Regions from separate parts of the Mus musculus genome. Here regions 1, 2 and 4 are each linked to region 3. A link is a contact called in public HiChIP or PLAC-seq and promoter capture Hi-C data. All regions are on one chromosome and are shown on one strand. The core of a region is the stretch at or near the end of the contact, and the rest is flanking DNA. Distances in the headings are between cores, read along the strand shown. Region 1 holds the start of Trim62 (tripartite motif-containing 62). Region 2 holds the start of Azin2 (antizyme inhibitor 2). Region 3 holds the start of Pef1 (penta-EF hand domain containing 1). Region 4 holds the start of Mecr (mitochondrial trans-2-enoyl-CoA reductase).

What was found. Promoter capture Hi-C pulls out the DNA fragments that hold promoters and counts their contacts. HiChIP or PLAC-seq counts read pairs in DNA pulled down with a chosen protein or histone mark. Capture Hi-C pulls out chosen DNA fragments and counts their contacts.
Region 1: a promoter capture Hi-C map of liver shows a contact between it and region 3, with 2.1 times the contacts expected there. The contact joins the promoter of Trim62 here to the promoter of Pef1 in region 3. A contact is called at or near these places in 2 of 39 promoter capture datasets (both in liver), 1 of 115 datasets of contacts at active chromatin or transcription factors (regulatory T cells) and 1 of 9 other capture datasets (liver).
Region 2: a contact with region 3 is called in an H3K27ac HiChIP or PLAC-seq map of double positive thymocytes, with 4 times the contacts expected there. The contact joins the promoter of Azin2 here to the promoter of Pef1 in region 3. A contact is called at or near these places in 2 of 39 promoter capture datasets (liver and pre-B cells) and 2 of 115 datasets of contacts at active chromatin or transcription factors (double positive thymocytes and thymic regulatory T cells).
Region 4: a promoter capture Hi-C map of pre-B cells shows a contact between it and region 3, with 5 times the contacts expected there. The contact joins the promoter of Mecr here to the promoter of Pef1 in region 3. A contact is called at or near these places in 4 of 39 promoter capture datasets (the C10 cell line, liver and pre-B cells) and 1 of 484 Hi-C or Micro-C datasets (CD4 T cells).

The regions. Positions count from the first base shown.
Region 1 is chr4:128,882,728-128,885,427 of GRCm38.p6, forward strand. It overlaps Trim62 (tripartite motif-containing 62), which reads left to right and starts at 1,317. Exons shown (of 5, transcript NM_178110.3): 1 at 1,317-1,850. The coding sequence starts at 1,443.
Region 2 is chr4:128,961,101-128,963,813 of GRCm38.p6, forward strand. It overlaps Azin2 (antizyme inhibitor 2), which reads right to left and starts at 1,355. Exons shown (of 11, transcript NM_172875.4): 1 at 1,201-1,355; 2 at 984-1,104; 3 at 263-459. The coding sequence starts at 367.
Region 3 is chr4:130,106,302-130,109,242 of GRCm38.p6, forward strand. It overlaps Pef1 (penta-EF hand domain containing 1), which reads left to right and starts at 1,255. Exons shown (of 5, transcript NM_026441.4): 1 at 1,255-1,349. The coding sequence starts at 1,326. Gm40258 (a long non-coding RNA gene) reads right to left here and starts at 1,817. Exons shown (of 2, transcript XR_868200.3): 1 at 1,300-1,817.
Region 4 is chr4:131,842,212-131,844,911 of GRCm38.p6, forward strand. Mecr (mitochondrial trans-2-enoyl-CoA reductase) reads left to right here and starts at 1,260. Exons shown (of 10, transcript NM_025297.2): 1 at 1,260-1,467. The coding sequence starts at 1,292.

The sequences.
Region 1 (2,700 bases), core at 67-2,566, 1.2 Mb before region 3:
TCTCTAAGATGCCCATGCCTTTCACCTTCCCCAAACTTCTTCCTTATCCCACTCTCAACAGAACAGAACAGAACAGAACAGCATGCAGGTCTCCATGTGCCCCCCCCCACTCATGCTTCTGTTCTCCCTGTCTCTGTCTGTCTCTCTGTCTGTCTGTCTCTCTCTTTCACCTTCTTAGAAATCCCTTTCCTCCCCTCCATCTGGCAGAGATGACAAGGTCTCCCATTATACTTTTTTTCTTACTCCAACTTCTTATACACACACACACACACACACACACACACACTCACACACATGCTCACACAGCAATGCAGAAACATCCGATGAATGGAAAGAACCTTTGAGCTAGACGTTAGGCAGGGTTCTCTCCACAATCTTCTACTAAGAGCCCTCCTTAGAAAGGGAAGAGGAAATAGAACCTAAAGGTTTAGGAGAATGGCGACTTTGAACTTAGCCCATGCCAACAGGGCAAGTCTCTAATTTTATCACTACAATCTATGCAAACATTATATATTCTATGCAGACTACAGAGCACCGTCTTGTCTTAATACTCAGTTATTATTGCCCTTAGTTCTTCAAATTGATCATCCGGAGAGATGTTCCTTAGGTGCTATCTTCTCACTTTTTCTTCATTAGCTGTCCTCTCGCCCCCTGCCGCCAGGACCCTAAACAAACCTGACAGCTGTGCAGACCCAGAAGAAACAGCTGTTTTTCCCGTCCCTGGGGGTCAGGAGCACAGTGGCAGCGAGGCGGGGTCTGGAGGCCCCTCCCCTCCCCCCGCCCGCCGCGGGGGCGGAGCGGCTCGGGTCCCGCCCGCGGGGGCGGAGAGGGAGCCTGGGCGCCGGGCAGTTCGGCTCGGCTGGTTCCGGGTTGAGAGGCTGCGCTGGACCGAAGCGGTGGCCGCTGAGCTGGTGCGGGTAAGGGGCCGCGCGGGGCCGGGATCTGCGGCCAGGGTCGGGCAGCTGAGTGGGCCGGCACCCCTCCTCTGCTCTGCCGGGCAAAGCCGCGGTGCGGCTGGGTCTGGCTGCTCTGTCCCGCAGAATTCCCCATCCCCAGCTCGACCCCCTCTCAAAGCTTTTCGGGTCCCGGGATTCCGCCCCTCTTCGGGATCTCCTCCTCGCAGCATCTATCCCTTGGGAGTGTCTGGTCCTCTAGATCCTCCTCGCCTGGAGCCCCTTCCTTGGGACGCCCTCGGCCTCTCTCCTCCAGCGCCCATCGCTGGTGGCCACCTAGGACCTCGAAACCGAGCTCCGGTGCTCGCATCCCGGGTGGCACCCACTCGGCACCGAGCCCTCGCGCCTCCGGCGTCGCAGACAGCTCCCCCCGCGCTCCCCGGCGCCTGTCGCCCGTGCCCCCGTGGGCCTGGCCCCCGGGTACCGCCCCCAATCGCGCCGCGCCGGCCGCCGGCCTCCCGGGCTCCGCTTCGCGCCGCCCCTGGCGCCATGGCGTGCAGCCTCAAGGACGAGCTGCTGTGCTCCATCTGCCTGAGCATCTACCAGGACCCGGTGAGCCTGGGCTGCGAGCACTACTTCTGCCGCCGCTGCATCACCGAGCACTGGGTGCGGCAGGAGGCTCAGGGCGCCCGCGACTGCCCGGAGTGCCGGCGCACGTTCGCCGAGCCCGCGCTCGCGCCCAGCCTCAAGCTGGCCAACATCGTGGAGCGCTACAGCGCCTTCCCGCTGGACGCCATCCTCAACGCGCGCCGAGCCGCGCGACCCTGCCAGGCTCACGACAAGGTCAAGCTCTTCTGCCTCACGGACCGCGCACTGCTCTGCTTCTTCTGTGATGAGCCCGCGCTGCACGAGCAACACCAGGTCACTGGCATCGACGATGCCTTCGAGGAGTTGCAGGTGCGAGGCGGACAGGCGGGGCTGTAGGTGGGGTCAGGGTTCCAATAGGGGCAAGGGCCACAGGCCGGCTTAATGCCAAAGGGGCGTGGCTCCTGTGAGGGGCGGGGCAGGGGCGGGTCCCTTGAGCATCACTGTGTCAAATGGGCTTGAGAGAGATCTGGATGGGAGACAGGTCGAGGTGGGATAGGATGATGGAGAGAGGAAGCTACAGCTGGACCAGATGCTGGCTGAGGCTGAGACAGAATGGGAGACAGCAGCTCCTTCTGGACTTTTGGGCAAAGGAAGGACCACTATCAAAGCTAACCTGGGAGTCGAAGTGGGGTGTGTGGGAGGGGTGAGCTACTCTAAATGCAGCTACAGAATTCTGGAATGTTTGGGGCATTGTGGGATGCGGCTTGCTGCTCCAGGTGTTCATTGAGATCTAGAGTGAGGCCTGGGCCTCGGTTGGATGATGAAAGTGAGAGTTAAGCTTAAGACGTGCAAATTGTTCAGAGGGCAGGTTTGGGTGCCAAGATTAGATCAAGGTATGTGAGGTGAGAGTCTAAGGTCGGCCTCAAGTTCAGATATGACAAGAACCTTTTTTTTAAAATTTAAACCAGAGTAGGGGCCAATTGAGAGTGGAACCAGGAATTAAAGATTCAAGATTTGGAGAATTAGACAAGATTTGGAGGAGGGGAAGACAAGCTTCTAGGAATTCCCAAGGCCTGGTGATGACCCCTCTTGTCTTCTACATCCGAATCTTTGAGTACTCAATTGGACATAGCCCTTAACTGCAGCTAGTCTCCCCTAAACCTTTCCGTTGTCATTGACAAGAGGGCAAGACCCTGGTCAGTGTGTTTAATACTCTAAG
Region 2 (2,713 bases), core at 105-2,604, 1.1 Mb before region 3:
GTGTAGAAGGGGAGAGCGCAAAAGGCAGGTACTCCGAAGTTCCCACCTGGAGTGCTGGGGAGACCGTGAAGGTGGAGATACTGTTCTTTTCTCAAGTCAGGAAACACAGGGAGGGCAGATGTGGGGGCAAGGACCAAGAATTGGAGATAAAGGGGACAATCTAGTAAATATCAAGTAAACAAATACCAATACCGAGAGAATGGGAGGTCTCCTACAGAGAAGAGGACAGGCAACCAACCCACACCCATTTCCATCCCCTCACCGAGGTGGCCTGGGAGGCCCCCAGAGTGAGCTCCTCCAGCAGATCCCGGGTGCTGAAGCCCTCCTCCACCATCACAAAGTCCGATTCACTCAGATAGCCAGCCATGCTGAGCAGGAGGAGCCCAGGGGCTGGAGGAAACCGCTGCCTTGGAGCACCGCTGGCTGCCTTGGCCACCGCCTTAGAAAGTATGCAACACACTGTGGGGAGAGGGAGATGGAGGAAACCGCTGGGGAACAGGCTGCATCCCTCACCTCCCCAGGCCTACGGTCCCTGCCCAGTCATGTTCTGTGCCCTTGCCCAAGCCTGAGAAGCCGAGGTTCGCTGGGAATGGTGAAGTTATGTCTGCTAGAGCCTCAATTACCCCCATCTGTTAAATGGGATTGGTTTGGAGTTCTTTTCCAGTTCTGAAATTTGAAATTGGAAGAAAAAAAATGTGGGGACAGATCTGAGAAACCTAGTTGGGGAAGTCTCCTTCCAATTGAAGGATTTCTCCAGTCCAGACTACACCTACCTAAAGGGCCAAAAAAAAAAAAAACAAAACCCGTGAGCTTGAGTTCGAGTCGGCTCTCTGCTTCATGACCTTGGGTCAGTTTCCCCATTTATAAAAGGTTGGTCCTGACACACTAAGAATGCTCTATGAGCCACGGGTGGGTTCTGTCCGCGGGACGGCTCTCTCAAGTGCAGGGCGGGGGTCCCGCACCCCAACCCCAGGCCTCCTTACCAAGCCCCGTCCTCCTTCGCGGGGGCCAGAGCCAGGCGCGCTGCTAGGGGGGGTCGCCGGTGACCTCGAAACTTGTGCAACACCCCGAGGAGGAGTGGCAATTGCGGAGCCGAGGCCCCTGCTGAGAGGAGGCAAGGGGGGCCGGGGGAAGGGTCAGCGCCCAAAGCCGAGGACGCCCGCTCCCCGAGGCTCCCCCCCAGCCATCTCCTGCACTCGCCTTAAAACGCATTTACACGGCTTCGGCCCATAGGTCTCCCCAGCGAGTGAATCGGATCCTCGGCGCCTCCGCTCGCTCGCTCCCCCCGGCTCCGGCCCCGCGGCCTGCGCCCCGCGCGCCCAGCAGCCACCGACCCCACGCCCCGCCTTGCGCCCGCCGCTCGCTTATATAAGCCCCGCCCTAGCCCCGCCCCGGTGCCCTGGCCCCGCCCCTGCCTGCTCCGTAGCCAGGGCAACCGGGTGCCGCCAGCCCATTGGTCGATTCGGACATAAAGCATTCAGCCCTGCGAGGCTGCTCCGCAAAGCTGCGCAGCTAAGCAAGCTGGCTGACTGATGTCCGCGGAGGTCCACGCGGGGAAATCCTTCGAATCCTAGGCGTCTACGTGGTCTGAGCCGCAGATCCTGCGTCCTGCGTCTCAAAAAGTGACTCCGGAAAACTTTTCTGTCCCTGGCTGAAGTCGATGGCCCCCTGCTCCTCCCCTGGTGAAGTTCTGGCTCCGCCCTTGGAGCCCAAACCTCTCCTGTCTTATTTTGTAATATGACCTTTTACTTAATCGCCTCTTCTAGGCATTTTAAACTCCCAACTCAAATGCCAGCTAAAATGTATTCAAATAGAATTTTTGTGGCTTCACGAGCTCGGGGTGATGCCTTCATTCTCAGAATCCACAAGACTCTGGTGAAATGTGGCTTCGACTCAAAGCATGTCTCCTCTTCTATACACAAATCCCTGTTCATCCATCAGAGTCCAGTGTAATATCTTCCTCTATCGGACCATCCCTGGCCCCGAAACGCAATGGGACTCACAGTCCTTGTCTCTGTCTGACCCCTCCCCTCCTTCCCTTGAGCCTTAATATCAGTTGCTGAGATACCCGCACCTGCTTTCCTTTTTTTTTTTTTTGCCTGATAAAACATCTCAGCTTTGTGCACTCCAAGGGCAGGGACTGAGAGCCGGGCTCCTTGGAGTGCTTAGCATGCGCAGGGTGTTGCTCAGAAGCTAATTCAAGAGTTCTCCGGGTAGAAGTCCGAATGCTGCTTGTCTCTGCGCATGTGGCTGCTGACTGGGAAGAGACAGAATGGAACCTTTCCGGTGCTTGGTAATGGTTACAGGTGTGTGTGTGTGTGTGTGTGTGTGTGTGTGTGTGTGTGCGCGCGCGCGCTCCTTGAGTTATACACATATGATTAATGCCCTGTTGTACCTGTTATGTATACTACGTTAAGAGTTTGCAAGTTTTAGCCGGATGTGGTGGCGCACGCCTTTAATCCCAGCACTTGGGAGGCAGAGGCAGGCGGATTTCTGAGTTCGAGGTCAGCCTTGTCTACAAAGTGAGTTCCAGGACAGCCAGGGCTATACAGAGAAACCCTGTCTCGGAAAAAAAAAAAAAAAAAAAAAAAGAGTTTACAAGTTTTAAGCCAGGCATGGTGGCCCATAGCTTTAATCCCAGCAAATCTCTTAGTTCGAAGCCAGCCTATTCTACACAGAGATCTACTACCAGAGCTACACAGAGAAATCCTGT
Region 3 (2,941 bases), core at 5-2,504:
TCCTAAGTTGTATTCCAGAAAACTGTGACTCAGAGAGGTTAAATGACTTCTTCAAGATCACACAGCTAGAAACTGTTTAAAAAAGAAAACGAACAACAGGATCTGCTCACTAACGCCAGTGCTGAGGGGGAAGCTGAGCAAAGAAATAAGCCAGCGGGGCGCTGGTGGGTAAGGCTGGGCCAGATCACGAAGGAACTGGATCACCAGACTTGTCTTCCTCTGCAGGTAAGGATGAGGACCGTGCTTTGCAGACTGTCCTATGGCCAGTACCACGATCAGCAGTGGGACTGTGGAAAGTGCCTGGCTAGATTGAAAGCTCAGGACTTTTTATTTAAAAAGTATAGTGTTGGCACTGTAGATACTGGGGATACAATTATAAGCAAATCAAACACAATTCTTGTCCACATGAGAGTTTTTGTTGTTGCTGCTGCTGCTGTTGTTGTTTGAGACAGAGCCTCATTATGCAGCCATGGCTAGACTGGAACTGTCTATGTATGTATGCTTGCTTCTGCCTGCTGAGACTAAAGGCATGTGCCACCAGGCCCGGCCACGTGGGAATGTAACTAATCAAATAAACATGCAACCAAGTTTAGAACCTAAACCCCAAGAGCCAAGTACAGGAAAGTTGGTAACTTAGGAACTGTGATTTGACCTACAGAGGGAATAAAACCTCCTTGTTGAGACCTAGTCATCTACTGACACTAGTTCTAGGCCGTACTTTGCTGAGGAACTCACTGTGAGTTTAGGTAACTAAGTCATTGCCTTTCTGAGCCTCAGTTTCCCCATACATAAAGATAGGAGCACCGTGACATCTTAATTTTCCTTCTCTTCTGGCGGTCTGACCTTTCTCCACTGTCCACGGGTCTGTTTAGTACCCACGTTCTAAATGGCACCTGCATTCCAGGAAAGGCTTAAGTTCTCAGTAGCCATGGCAACCGCCTGGGCGTTAGAAGTAAAGTGATCACGACAGTGACGTAACTAATATGCGTCAGGTTATAATATGGCCTTGCCAGGTTATAATATGGCCACCACAGAAACAACTGACCAAGTCTCCCCATTAGATAACTACAGCTGGCCAGGCCCGAGGTCCGCTGCAGGTCACGAAAAATAAAAACAAACGAGCCACTACGGTCAACAACACTTCCGGACACTCCTACCCAGCCCTCTGTAAGGTACCAGCTCACCGCCTGTGACTTCCGTTTGTTGACCGGAAGATTGACAGCCTGTCCGTCCAATCACAATCGGACCCGCCCCAAAATCCAACCAGGAGCGGCATTGGGAGCAGGAAACTCCGCCTACCACAGTTGTGTGACGTCATAACCGCCATGGCCAGCTATCCAAACGGACAGGTGAGTTGTAGTGGCCCCTGCGTCAATATTTGGGCTTGTCTATAGATCCGGTACCACTCTCCATCCTCGGCTCTTTCTCCCCACTTGATCCGCAGCCTTTTCACGCAGAGGTTTACTTCAACAAGACTCTGTGTGAGCGAGAAACAGGAGGGCCAGTCCGTCGCGCTCGTTTTACGTCACATAGGACCACTCGAGGGGTTGTTTATATTGCGCAAAACTGGCTTTGGGGGTTTTGCTGTGAATTGATCCGGGCTGAACCGGACCAGGGTGCTTAACTCAGGTCTCCGTGGGGCGGAGTCCTCTGTGCTCTCGAGGCGTTTAGAGCTCTTTTTCCCTTGGAGTCTTTCTGGGCGTAACTTGATAAAAACAAGTTGCCCGACTCTCTCAGCACCGTCCTGCGACCGAATAATCTCGGGACAATCAGTGGTAGGAGGTACCAGAAGTGAGATTACACCCCTCACGGTTGTCCAGCGTCCTTTCACACGTAGGAAAAGTGAAACCCAGAGAAGATATGGAGTTTATCTAAGTTACCAAGTAGTTAGGCAGCAGAGCCAAGGTCAGAACTTGGGTTGTCTGCAACTGCTTCTTCCTTCCTTTCTAGCCTGCCTTGAACCAGCCGGGAACATCATTTCAGTGTGATTTATTTTGTGGCCAGAATTAGGTGACATAGAGGTGCCAAATGCAGTTTTGAGTTAAAAGTGGAGCCAGATCTTTGCCGCATTAGTTTTAAGTCTTTTTTTTTTTTTTTTTTTTTTCCTGATCCAGTTTCCTCTCATAAAATGGACCAAGTAGTAAGAGTCCACCCCTCACAGAGTTATTAGGAAGAACGATGTGATTCCTGTAGGCATATGCTATGCTATACGGTAAAGTGTAACATCACTTTGTAGGAGTTTTCAAAGCAGGCCCCTCACTTCGAAATAATTTGGACAAAATAATCGTCCTGATCACAGAGTAGTTTAAGAGATTAGTCTCATGTATGGAAAGTGGAATGCAAAGTCAAATGGGTTATTACCAAGCTTTGATTGGCCATAGTCACAGACTAAAAGATATTTAAAGGCCTATGTGGTTTATATAGCATTTCTTACATTTACTTTGTGTGTGTGTTGGGGGTGGGGAGAGGGCGGCTACACATGTGCACATGCACAGGAATTATTTTTTTCTCTATCATGTGGGTCTTGGGGATCAACCTTCTTGGGCCTTTCAGCAAGCCCCTTTACCCACTGAGTCATCTTGCTGGCTCCCACACAGCAGTTGGGCCCCCATTGTGCCCATATGAAGACCCTGTAAGCATGCAGGGCTTATTATTTTGACTTATAGCTGAGGAGCAAACCCAGAGAGGCTTAGAGGTCTCACATAGCTGGTGAGGGTGAGGCCAGGGTTAGAGCTTTGAATTCCACTTATTGCATACTTGGCAGAAGTGAGTAGAGGCCAGTGTGGGCTCCAAGTAGGAAGAACTACCACAGCCTGGCTTCCCAGACTCCGCCCCACTTGCTGGGTTTTGTGAGATGTTAATGGGTGCTCTTGATAGAGGATCCTGTGGTTAAGCAAGCTTGGGAACTGCTCTGTTAATACAGCGTGGTAATGCTCACTGC
Region 4 (2,700 bases), core at 10-2,509, 1.7 Mb after region 3:
TCAGGAGTCCTAAAATGGAACCTCATCTGATTTCCATGCACGCAGTTTGGGAATGGAAGGACTGCCTCCTGCAGCACTTCCTTGCTCCCTTTCTTCAGCCTGCAACAGTGCACACTTGCATGTACACAAATGTTCCACGGACGGGTTATTTATGCTGATGTTTCTTTTCCACCAAAACTAAGAACCTGCGTCTTTCCAGGTTAATACCTTTTACAAAGAATTTTCATTTCCCACCCAATCTCTTTGTATGCTGTGAGCATTTTAAACGACATCTTCCTTCATGGGACCCCTCTCATAGCTGAACAGCTTGATGGTTTTACAATGTATTATCCTGTCAACCTTAACATTGTTCTAATGTTTTGTTTTTATTTTTCCTTAACATTGTTCTAATGTTTTGTTTTTATTTTTCTTCCCAAGACAGATTTTCTCTGTGTAGCCCTGACTGTCCTGGAACTCACTTTGTAGACCAGGCTGGCCTCGAACTCAGAAATCCGCCTGCCTCTGCCTCCCAAGTGCTGGGATTAAAGGCGTGCGCCACCACCACCCGGCTTCTTCTAATGTTTTATCCATTCCTCACAACCGTCTGAAATGAGGTATATCATTTTCATGGCATCAATGAGAAATAGGCTCCAAGTTGCGCTCACTTGCCCAAGCTAGGAAAGAGCTGCTAGGATTTGAGCCTGGTATTCCTGGTATGTTAACTCTGGGTAAAGAAGTCCCCAAGTCTTGGTAGAGCATGCCTCTAATCACAGCACTTGGGAAGCAGAAGCAAGCGGATCTCTGAATTTGAGGCCAGCCTGGTCTACAGAGGGACAGCCTGGAACACACAAAGAAACCTGTCTCGAAAAACTGATGATGGTGGTGATGCTGGGCTGATAAAGTCTTTGTGTTGTTCTGGGGGAACTGAAGATGAAATGATACTTTAAAAAGTCTGGCACAGTGGTATCTCAATAAAGAGTGCAAAGGGGATACTGAGGCCAGAATGTAAATGACTTCCCGGAAACACCACGCGACAAGCAGCAGTCACAGCTTTAAGCCAGTTCTGAACTCTCTTCATGGGTAGGCTGCTTTGGCTAGCTGTGCAACTTCTCCAGGTCTCTGAATACCTTACGTAGCCCACCCTCAATCCTCACACCAGTCCGGGAGAAACCCTACACCAATACCTGGGCAGAGAGCGAGCGGCCTCTTTTAAAGAAGGGGGCGCGGTCACGAGCGGGGCGGGGCTCAGGCTTGCTGTCGCGGACGAATGACGTAGTCCAGAGCGCCGGATTCTGCCAGTGCTGGAAGCAGCATGTTGGTCAGCCAGCGAGTGACAGGGGCGCGAGCCCGGGCACCTCAGCTTGCGGGTCTCCTCGAGGCTTGGTACCGCCACGGCCGGACCACATCCTCCTACTCCGCTCTCTCTGAGCCGTCACGGGTGCGGGCGCTGGTCTATGGCAACCATGGGGATCCAGCCAAGGTCGTCCAGTAAGAGTCGGCGCCGCCACCGGGGAGGGAGCTGGGGTTCCTGGAGGGTTTTGAGGCGGGCGGCGGACTGCCAGGAGAGGACAGGGTCCGAGGAAGAGGGTTCTGCTGTCCTACAGATGCCGAGACCCCAGGGCGTGCTTGCTGACCCGACACCGGTGCTTTCCGGCGGCCAAGGACCCGCGAGGCACCGGTGCCAGAGTTTACTGACCCATATTGGTTTGAAGATTGTGGCAGTCACTCCTTTGTCTCAGTGGATGCTTCCGACTATTTGTCACAGCAACAGTCTGGGGGTATTTATTGCATTTTTTTTTCAGATGAGAAAAGCGAGGCATAAGAAAGTTAAAATTAACATTTGCCCCAAGTCACCCAGCCAGTGAGAATAGAAATTTGAACATACGGTCTGACAGCCTACCTAGATTCTACACCTGTTTTTAAATAGGAGATTATTGTTTGCCTTTCACAGAGGCCGAGGGGCTTGTCTAAAATGATACGGCTAATTAGTGATTGGAATAGGTGCCGGAATTCACCTGTTTCTCATGCGAGTTCCCTTCCACCAAGCCATGTGTGCATCTTGGCCTAATTATGACGAGTTGTTTAAACCCAGCTTGATGGCATGTGCCGTTAATCCCAGCACTAGTGAGGCAGAGGCCCGCAGATCTCTGTGAGTTCAAGGCCAGTCTAGTCTACATAGTCAGTTCCAGGATAGCCAGGACTATAGAGAGAGACCCTGTCTCAAAACAAACAAGCAAAAAGGAGTTGTTTCATAATCCCAGGATGCTGAGGTAAAAGGGTTATGAGTTTGAGACCAACATGGGTTGCATAATGAGCCTTTGTCTCAAAATACACACTCACAGTAAAAATACATAAAAATTTAAAAAAAAATCTTCAAATACAGTTTAGGGGATGCGCATGGTGTGTGCCTGTAGTCCCAGCACTTGCTAAGGGAGGAAGATTGTGAATGTAATGCTAGCCTGAACTACATATTGAGACCCTGCCTCAAAAACAAACAAAAAGTGGACAAGTTGGGCTTACCAACATGCATCTTATTATTATTATTTCTTCCCTTCTTAAGGTCTCCCTGTATGGTCCCAGCTAGCCTAGAACATGTTGAGTAGCCTTGGCTGACCTGGAGTTTCTAGTGATCCTTCTACCTCTGCCACCCCCAGCCCCCAGCACTGGGGCTGAAGTTGCCTGCTTCTAATGGGGGAGGGAGCTCCTTTGGTTATATGTATG